Linked DNA regions of Sus scrofa: regions 2 and 3 are each linked to region 1. Evidence: chromatin contacts called from public HiChIP or PLAC-seq data. All regions are on one chromosome and are shown on one strand. Each heading gives the region's core, a stretch centred on a gene start, on an enhancer-like site or on the middle of the called end of the contact. The rest is flanking DNA. Distances are from core to core; before and after follow the strand shown. Region 1 holds the start of GALK1 (galactokinase). Region 2 holds the start of GRB2 (growth factor receptor bound protein 2). Region 3 holds the start of MRPS7 (28S ribosomal protein S7, mitochondrial).

Region 1 (3,199 bases), core at 581-3,080:
CACTGAGCTGACCACCACTGCACTGAAGCCAGGGAGGGGGGCAGCTGCAGGGGAAAGAATGGAGGATGGTAAGATGGGCCATCGGGCAAGATGGGCACAGGAAGGGCATGTGTTCTGGCACAAAGGGTGGCATCTGCCTGGCAGCTGCTTCCAGGGGATATGCCTCAATTGTCAGAGGCCATCAAACTGCTGGGCCAAGGGGTCCGCTGCCCTCCATCCTCCTACCCTGAGGTTCTCCTGGTTTAGGGTTCTGGACACCAAGAGGCTGGGGTTTCTTTTTTCTTTTTTTGCTTTTTATGGCTGCACCCAAGGCATGTGGAGGTTTCCAGGCCAGGGGTCGAATCAGAGCTACAGCTGCCGGCCTACGCCACAGCCACAGCAGTGCCGGATCCTTAACCCACTGAGCGAGGCCAGGGATGGAACCCACAACCTCATGGTTCCCGTCAGATTCGTTTCCGCTGTGCCACGATGGGAACTCCTAGGCTGGGGTTTTCAATTCGGCTCCTCCAGTCATGGAATGGGCAACCCAGAGCAAGTTCTGGAAGCTCTCACCTGGGGCATCAGTTTCCCCACCTGTACAATGGGAATACCCCCGCCCTGGATGCCTACCCCACAGTGGATTAGGTGGGCTAAGGAGCTTTGCGGCTGAGAGGTGGCACTCCTGGTACCAGGTCCCTACCTGGATAGTGCTGGATCACTCCCTTCACATAGTTGGCCCAGTGCGGGGTCCCAGGCTCCAGCGGCCGCTTGTCTGTGGGCAGGGGAAACTGCAGCCGCCGGGGCTCATCGGCATCCTCAGAGGTGGTAAGGAGGGAGACAAGCCCATCCGTCCGGGGGCTGCCCACGAGCACAGTCACAAGCTCCAGAGCCTGGCAGGAGAAACCAAAAGTGTGCCAAACTCCCAGCACCACAGTTCTGAGGGATGCGGGGCCTGGGACAGACAAGGAGGTGACCCAAAGTGTCTCTGGGAAGAGCCTGCATACAGATCTGGCCTTGGGGACTTGGGTCCTGCCCCCCATGGGTCTTCAGGGCCGGGACAGCAGGAGTGCAGACCTGGACTCTGCCCTGAGCATGGGCTCTCAGCTGCGGGGCACGAGGGGGAGAGGGCACAACAGGGAAACCGAATCAGGAGCTCCTCTGATGCGTTTCCATTAGAAGGCAACCTCAAGGCACCGGGCTTGCTCACTAGCCAAGCTTGCACAGCTGCAGAGCCTGGTGGAAAGAGCCCCCGGCGGAGGCAGGTCCACCAAGATCCAGCTGTGTGACCTTGAGCAGCTCGTTAGCCCTCTCTGAGGCTCAATTCCCTCCTCTGCAAATTGAACCGGCGGAACCAGGAGGCTCAGGACTACTTCGCCCCGGTCTACGCTAGGGCCCCCTTCCGCATTCCCCCACAAGCCGCGGTGGCTCCCAGGGAGCCTACTTCCTCGGGGATTCCCAACTCCCTCCCTTCCAATGTGGGAAATGCCGCGTCTTAGGGTCTCTCCCACTTGCTCGTCCCCCAGCTCGGTGGGGGTAAAAGTTGGGTGCAGCGCGCCCACCAGTGCACGCGGGGAGATGGCGCCTCCCGCCCAGCCCCTCACCATGGGCAGCACCAGGCCCTGGTTGTAGTCCGTGTGCTCCCCAATGAGGTTGACGCGGCCCGGCGCCGACACGGCCAGCTCGGGCTCGGCCCCGAACTCCTCCAGGAAGGCTCTCCGGGCCCTGGCCAGCAGCTCCTCGGCCCGGGGCTGTTCCGAAGCGGCCATGACTCTCGCCCTGCAGCTCTGTCCGGCGCAGTCGGGTCGGCGCGGGATGCTCGGGGCGGGGCCGCGCGGCGTCGGCCCACAGAGCTGCTGGCGCCGCCCCGCCCCCGGGCCCCGCCCCGGGCCCCGCTGGCCCCGCCCCGCCCGCAGCTCCGGCCAAGTCCACCGGCTGGGCGAGCGGGGCCGACTGGAGGTGGGCTTTGGGAGGGGCCGCTGGGCGTCTGGTCGGGCGTGCGTGGCCTTGAGTGGTATTTGCCGGACTGGGCGATCTAAGCTGCCCTTCCCTGGTGCTGGTGTGCCACACCCCACCCCTGCACCCAGCCGGCTACCCACAGCCAGAGCAGTACCAGCACATCTGGGGTTCCCCAAGGGTTCTCAAAGCTCTCTCCCAAAAGTCCTAAAGTCCTGCAGCTGTGAGAGGTCACCAGCCCCCGATCATGGATCTCTAAGAGGGTGGATGGCCTGGCATTCAGAGTAAAGAGAGATAAAGAAAGCCAAGTTTGACCCCCTGTCCAGCTCCTTAGCAGTGTAGGAGCAAGGAGCGGGATGATGGACAGGGTGGGCCCAGCCCCTCCTGGAAGGACCCACCCAGCTGCCAAGGCAAGTTGGGCTGTTGGCACCAGCAAGTGCTTCCTCAGCCTGGAATCTTGGTCCCAGTGTCTGATACCCAGAGTCTGACACTGGCCGCCTCCTCTCTCACCAGCCTGCATCCTAAACCTTCAAACTGTCCTCGGTTCCTGCCCAGATGCCTGTTCATGGCTGGCCATCCCATATGAAAACTTGGAGGGGAAAGGCTAACATGTAAACAAACTCTTTGGAATTAGAGTGGGGGCTTTGGAAGGGTTGTGGCCAGGGCTGTAGCTCAGGGGTTTGCCCAAAGATCATTCACAAGTCAGCTCTGAAAACTCCTAGAAGTAAACATAGGTTCACCTTACACCACAGCTCACAGCAATGCCAGTTTCTTAACCCACTGAGAGAAGCCAGGGATCGAACCTGTGTCCTCATGGATACTAGTCAGGTTTCTTACCCCTGAGCCATGACGGGAACTCCATGGACATGTTTTCAAACATTTGTGACCTTGGCTTAGCCAATGGTTTTTCAGATGTGACACCGAAACCACAAGCAACAGAAGAAAAATGTGAACTGTACTTCATCAAGATAAAATACTTTGGAGTTCCCGTCATGGCGCAGTGCTTAACAAATCTGATTAGGAACCACGAGGTTGCAGGTTCGATCCCTGGCCTCAATCAGTAGGTTAAGGATCGGGCGTTGCCGTGAGCTGTGGTGTAGGTCGCAGACACGGCTCAGATCCTGCGTTGCTGTGGCTCTGGCGTAGGCCGGCTGCTACAGCTCCAATTCGACCCCTGGCCTGGGAACCTCCATATGCCACGGGAGCGGTCCTAGAAAAGGCAAAAAGACAAAAAAAAAAAAAAAAAAAAAAAAACTTGCCCATCTAA
Region 2 (3,303 bases), core at 300-2,799, 300 kb before region 1:
AATCTTCCTTACTAACATAAGAGAGACATAGAAAAACCTGAGCAGGCACAAAAATGCGATCTAAAAGTGAAAAAAAACAACTAAAACACAAAAACACCAGCAAGCTACACTTGTGATCTAGTGCAGTATTAGTGCAGTATTGGTTACGGCTGAACTCAATCCTTTGAGCCTCCCAGCTCCCAGGGGGAGACCTTAAGTCTCGCACAGCTCTCTAGCAACCCTTCTGGCTGACTGAAGAAACACAGTGGACGCTTCACAGCAAAGGATAAAGCAGGGAAGAGGGCATCATCTTTCCGGGAGAGAAACGGAATCTTTAAATGAGGGAGAAAAACGAACGGGCGAAAGAGCAGAAACCTCAAAAAATTATGCCAAAAGGGACAATAAGGAGGAAGGGGAAGTAGATTAGACTAAAAGGGGGGAGGGGGCAAGTGACTTGCATTATACGGAGTAAGCATTTCGTGGCCGCAGAAGACAAGGGAGAAGTTTAGAAAGGCAGCAACTGTGGAGTGCAAAGTGAACAGAGGGACTAGAAAGCCCAGAAGACTAAAGCGAATTTCTCTAGTGCGCCTTTCTTTTCCACCCTCTTCTGAGACTCAAGAGTAGCAAAAGACAGAACCCGCGAGGGCACTTCGGCTCTTCTGCAAAGTATACTTTTGCTGCATCTGAAGCCAGCCTAGGTGAACTCCCTAAATAAGCTGTTAACTAGCATGGCTTTACAATCCTATACACAGAGAGAGCTGCAAATGAAAAGTGCCAGCGATTCTCTGCCCTCGATCACGGAAATCTTTCTTCGGAGCATTCCGATTAACTGCTGCTTACTTTTCTTAACAAATGTTTTTAGGGAAGCAGTCAAAAAAAAAAAAAAAGCGCAATAAAAGTAAAGGTATTTCTACTGGCTCCGGTAACAAACGTCCTCGCTCACAGTATTAATAGGGTTGGTGGGTTTCCTCCCAAAATTCGGCCCCCAAACACCAGGAGTTGGTGACGTGGTGGCCGTATAGGTCGAAGGAGCATCAATCACCATATTTGCAACCCGCCTCGAATCCCCCGCCTCCCGGGCCAAGTCACACTGACTCACAGAATGATTACCCTGTGTTCTCGGGCTTCTCCGGGTCCCCCCTGTGCAAACCTTCACGAAGAAAGCATAAAATTAAATCAGGAGCCCCCAGCCTCTCGTCCAGGGCTCTGTTCCAAGCCAAGGGTACTGAGAGGACGGTCCCCGGGAAGGAAGCGCCCCAAAAGGGGAAACATGGAGCCCGGAGCCCGGGCGCTCCGCTCCCCGCCCGGAGCCTCGCACTCCCGACCCCCAGGCCCGGCAGCCCACGGTACCCTGGGCCCGGTCCCCCGGGGCCGACTCCCGCGACGAAGCGGGGAGGAAGCAGCACGCGAGCAGCGCCGTCGCCGCCAGCCACACTCACCGTGGCGCAGCTGCTCCGCTCCACGCCCGGCCGGCCCCTCTGCAGCGGTGCGAGCGGCCGCAGACCCCTCTGCTGCTCCCCGAGGGCAGCGCCTATTCTCGCCGCCGTCACCGCCACAGTCTTCGTCGTCGCCGCCGCGGTCCGGTAGCTGAAGCAGCACAGCCGCCTCGCTTCCGCTCCTGGTCGGGGTCCCGCGAGAACTTCCCTGTGCGGCCCCGCCCCGCCCCGCCCCCGCGAGACTTCCCCCGGCGGAAAAGGCCCAGAGCGCAAGCGCTCCTCCTCCGCCAGGCCCCCCGCAGGTAGATCAGCTACAGGCCAGAGCGCAGGCGCCAGGCCGCCCCGCAGCAGGTGGCACCGACAGGGCTCCACCCCTGGGTCGCCGTAACCCTTTCGGTGCCAGAGCGGGTCAATTACAACTCACCTCCGAAAGAAAGGACTTTTTTTTTTTTATGCCCCACATTTGCATGATTCAATTGTCATATTACTTTTGATGGCCGATATCAACTTATTTTTTTTTTATTTCTCCACTGTACAGCAAGGGGGTCAGGTTATCCTTACATGTATACATTACAATTACATTTTTCCCCCAGCCAAGAAAGGACTTTTATGCACACCCTAATCACTTCGTTTTCCCCTTCCACCAACCCAGTTTGGCGGGGTTGGGGGGGAATCTCCCTCCCACGTGAAGCAAGCCAAATAGAGGATCAGGTCTGGAAATATTTGAGAATCTGGTCCAAACAAACTCTGCTGCGTTAGGTGAATGAACATATTCGTTCGCTCATCGATTGAACCAAGTGCCTAGTACATTCTAAGCACTGTGTCAAGTATAGAGGGTCCAACTAAGAACAGAAATCCGGGCCCTTTCTGCACAGAAACGAATTCAAGATCTATAGGAGGGAAAGAACAAATAATACCATAAGTACGGTCAGAATTATTTGGAGAAGGCTGAGGAGAGGCGAGGGGTCGCCGCTCCTCCCATCTCAGAAAAGCGTTCTCGGAGAACGCTGTGGCGTTATCTGAGCTGTCTTGGAGGATGAGTAGGAGTTTGCCAGAGAAGCCATTGCAAGGGCATTCCAGGCAAAGGGAACAGCACGCACGTACGAGGGAACGGAGGCGTGGGCATCGTGTTCCCTGCAACGCGAAGTAGTTTGATTCCTGTATGAGGCGGGGTGAGTTACCTGGTAGTGGCAGAAGATGAGGCTTGGAGGAGTAACTCTTATTTTTCAGTCCCAATCAAAGGAGAGAACAGAGCATCTGACGGTGATGTGAATTCCGGAAGCCACCAAAAGAGCAAGATATAAAAATTAAGAAACGTGGGAGTTCCTGTCCTGGCACAGTGGTGAATGAATCTGACTAGGAACCATGAGGCTGCGGGTTCGATCCCTGGCCTTGCTCAGTGGGTTGGGGATCTGGCGTTGTCGTGAGCTGTGGTGTAGGTCGCAGACGCGGCTCAGATCCCGCATTGCTGTGGTTCTGGCGTAGGCCGGCAGCTACAGCTCTGATTGGACCCCTAGCCTGGGCCCTAGAAAGGCCAAAAAGACAAACAAAACAAAACATGATTCCCTGAAGAAAACAAGCCCGTTGAAATAAAGAGTATGAATTATTCTTTCACCAAGTATTTGTCAAGCATCAGCTGCATGCGTGGCACGCAGGGTGATAAATGAACTGGACAGAGCCTCTGTTTTCAGCAGTTTGTCTTCTAGAGGAGAGTTGTCTGGTCTGCAAGACAGAAGAGTTGGCCCTAAGGGTCACATGTAGGACCTGCAAAGGAGGGGGCCAGTTACCTGGAGCTCAGGCAATCAGGGAGGACTTGGCATTTGAACTATAACCTGGAAACAGGGAGGGGGAGTGATGGAATCGCTGGTCTTCCAGATCAGCCAGAGTT
Region 3 (3,014 bases), core at 307-2,806, 410 kb before region 1:
ACCTAGCCTATGAAACTCAGCTCAGGTCATTTAAATTACTCCAATGTCCTCATTAATATCTGTGAATGGAACCAATTCCAATGTGCTTATTATCTGGTTGGGTGGCTCTGGGCAAGTGAATTGACTAGAGTCAGGGTGTCCTCTTTTTGTGACACTGTGATAGTACCTGCTTGCTAGGATACTTGACAAATGAATTAAATGAATGTCTTTGGAGCACTCTTAGCTCCTTGGAGAACAGTTCCATATATACCGAAGACTTTGTGACCTCCCTGCAACTGCAGATTTCGCTCATGTAACCTAAGTTCAATCACCTGAACAGGGTTTTATTAAGTAAAGGCAGGCAAGGAGCTCCCGCTCTGGCACAATGGCATCAGTGGTGTCTTGGGAGCGGTGGGACACCGGTTGGATCCCCAGCACAGTGGGTTAAGGAACCGGTGTTGCCGCAGCTGTGGCTCTTGGCTGTGGCTCGTATCTGATCCCTGGCCTGGGATCCCCATGTGCCGCGGGTCGGCCAAAAAGAAAAAAAGAAAAGTCAGGCAATTGGAGGAAAGAGCCATCACCTCCAAGAGCCTGGAGGCTCTAGTAAATAACAGATCTCCGCACAAGGCACTGTCTAAGCATCTAGCCTGCTGCCTTATCACCCTGTTCAATTTGTCTTCACTGAAAGAGACCTCCAGGTGCCTCCTCTAACCCACAGATAAAATAATATTAACCCTTGAGCCAAATACTACCTGCTAGAGTTAAACCGTTATTTCTTTAACAGCAATATGCATTAGCAATCATAGCAATAGGCCGCTATAATTACAGCATCAGGCAGCGCCTCTCAGGTTTGCTCAGTATAGGTTATCAACGAAGGACTCCTTAAGATATGCAGGGCGGGGGTGGGGAACACAGCTTTCACCATATTTTGGTCACTGCAGGAAAAAGGTAAAGCCCTGTTTTCTCTCTCACTTTAGATTCTCACTTCAAACATTCAGCCTGCGCGAGGAGGTCACTTCTCCTCGAATACAGGTTCACAATTCTGAAGCTATGCTTGCTCATCGGCACCGCCGCTTCCGAAGCTTCAGCCCAAATCCGGAGCTTTTCCCTTGGTCAGGAAGGCGCAGGGGTTCCCAGAGTCAAAAGCCGCGCGCGTCCCCACCACAGCTGCCCCAAAGCGCCGGATGCCTGTCAGCCCGAAGCACTTGGCTGTAGCTTTCTCGAAGCCCAGGAGGCCCGGACCGGACCCGAGCTCACGCCGCGGCGCGCGGAAGCGGGAGCAGGCGCCGCAGCACAGGGTGCAGGAGCCCGGGCGTCCTGACGGGGAAGGGGCGTGATCGCGAGACGCTCCCAGAGCAGGCGATGCCTGCCGCAGCTGCCATGCAGCGCCACCGCGGGGCCCGGGGAAGGGGCAGAAGGGTGTGGAGAGGGGCGGCTCGGCGGCTTGAGGGCAGGCACAAGCGACCGGGGCTACTCACTCAGCCAGGACTCCAGGCTCTCCCCTTCCGCCTCCGCCATATTGCAGCCGCCCGGGCCGGCCCCGCGGCCTCAAACCTCGCGAGAACCTGCAAGAGCTGAGCTGGGGCGGGGCCTGCATAGGGCCCTGAGAAGAGAGAGCGCCGCCACCGAGGGTTGCGCCAGGCTGCGGCGAATAATGGGAGCGCGAATGTTTCCTTTTGACTCTTCACCTTAGACCCCGGTGTGAGAGACTCTTAAGGCCCCCATAGGGTGAAGCCCAGGTTTAGGAGCCTGTGCAGCCTTTCCCGGACTTCTGTCACCAGCTCAGGCGCACCGAGGGCAGTCTCTGTGGGGTCCTCGTGGCCAGCCAAGATGGCTGCCCCCGCGGTGAAGGCTGCGCGAGGGTGGTCGTGCTCGGCCTTGGGCGTGCGGATTGCCGTCCTCCGGTTTCCAGGGTGAGAGGGCAGCCTGTAGCTGGGAGGCCGTTTGGGTCTTCACGGAGAGACCTGCTGGAAAGGAAGAGGGGCCGTAGACAGGCCGCGCGGGAACCAGGGGGCTGGGATGTCCGGCTCCATGGCTCTTTAACCAGCAGGGTGATTTTGGGTCAGTCTGAAGACATAGTGACTTCCCGCCCGCTCGAGGGGTTCTAACTTAGCGCCGAAAGTGCGATCCTGTTAAAGAACGCAGAGCTGGGATTTTCTTTGTTGGAAGGGAGGGGGAGAGATGCATAGGCGGGGCGCCTATCCCGAGTTTCAGGCCCGTCCTTACCGTTGGCACTTCCTGGCCTGTTTGGGGGAAAGTTCTCCTCCTGCTTGGGACGGGAACCAGAATTATCGGGGTTCACCTTTGGCTAGCGGTCTCCGCGCCGCTCTCACTCGTCGGCGGATTGGCACCCTTGCCTATTGTTAAGTCAAGCTATTTCACTTGTGGAGTCAGCTTTTGCCCTCCTCTTCCTCTTCCCCGCCTCCAGGCTAACCCAGGTGAGGTGGAGCCGCTATGGTCCTGAATACAAGGATCCCCAGATTGACAAGGAATATTACCGCAAGCCGTTGGCGGAGCAGACGGAGGAGGAGAAGTATGAGCGGGATTTCAAGAAGACGCAACTTATCAAAGCCGCCCCCGCGACCAAAACAAGTTCTGTGTTTGAAGACCCGGTGATCAGGTTAGAAGGAAACAAAGTTTTTTTCCAAGGACCGGGACTTTACCAGGGAGGGTCTATAGTAAGGATTCCCTGACACGGCCTTGAGAGGCTAAACATGTTGCTTTTCTCCTTGAAGTAAATTCACCAACATGATGATGAAAGGAGGAAACAAAGTACTGGCCAGATCCCTCATGACACAGGTAAACAGTCCCTCTGCTTTTCCCCGTAGCTTTGTACTTGGCTCTTTCGTTTTAGCATGAAAAAAAAACGGATTCTGTAGCTGTCGTTGAAATTAACTTCCCTGTATGCATGTGTGGGAGTGGGGCTTTAATGAAGTCCTGCAGGAGTCAACAGCTACCATTCCTCATCCCCATATCCCAAATCTTAGCCCACTCTTTCTTTCCTGGTCCAGGGAAGAGGGAGACACTGAAGATCC

The links. HiChIP or PLAC-seq counts read pairs in DNA pulled down with a chosen protein or histone mark.
Region 2: a contact with region 1 is called in an H3K27ac HiChIP or PLAC-seq map of alveolar macrophages. The contact joins the promoter of GRB2 here to the promoter of GALK1 in region 1. A contact is called at or near these places in 6 of 47 Hi-C or Micro-C datasets (epiblast stem cells, fetal skeletal muscle, heart right ventricle and 3 more) and 1 of 2 datasets of contacts at active chromatin or transcription factors (alveolar macrophages).
Region 3: an H3K27ac HiChIP or PLAC-seq map of alveolar macrophages shows a contact between it and region 1. The contact joins the promoter of MRPS7 here to the promoter of GALK1 in region 1. A contact is called at or near these places in 1 of 5 promoter capture datasets (fetal liver) and 1 of 2 datasets of contacts at active chromatin or transcription factors (alveolar macrophages).

What each region holds. Positions count from the first base shown.
Region 1 is chr12:5,640,643-5,643,841 of Sscrofa11.1, reverse strand. It overlaps GALK1 (galactokinase), which reads right to left and starts at 1,830. Exons shown (of 8, transcript XM_003131193.2): 1 at 1,581-1,830; 2 at 680-869; 3 at 1-44. The coding sequence starts at 1,745.
Region 2 is chr12:5,938,969-5,942,271 of Sscrofa11.1, reverse strand. It overlaps GRB2 (growth factor receptor bound protein 2), which reads right to left and starts at 1,549. Exons shown (of 6, transcript NM_001137628.1): 1 at 1,419-1,549.
Region 3 is chr12:6,054,211-6,057,224 of Sscrofa11.1, reverse strand. MRPS7 (28S ribosomal protein S7, mitochondrial) reads left to right here and starts at 1,556. Exons shown (of 5, transcript XM_003131206.5): 1 at 1,556-1,892; 2 at 2,408-2,599; 3 at 2,715-2,778. The coding sequence starts at 1,810. GGA3 (ADP-ribosylation factor-binding protein GGA3) reads right to left here. Exons shown (of 18, transcript XM_021066652.1): 2 at 1,458-3,014. The coding sequence starts at 1,497.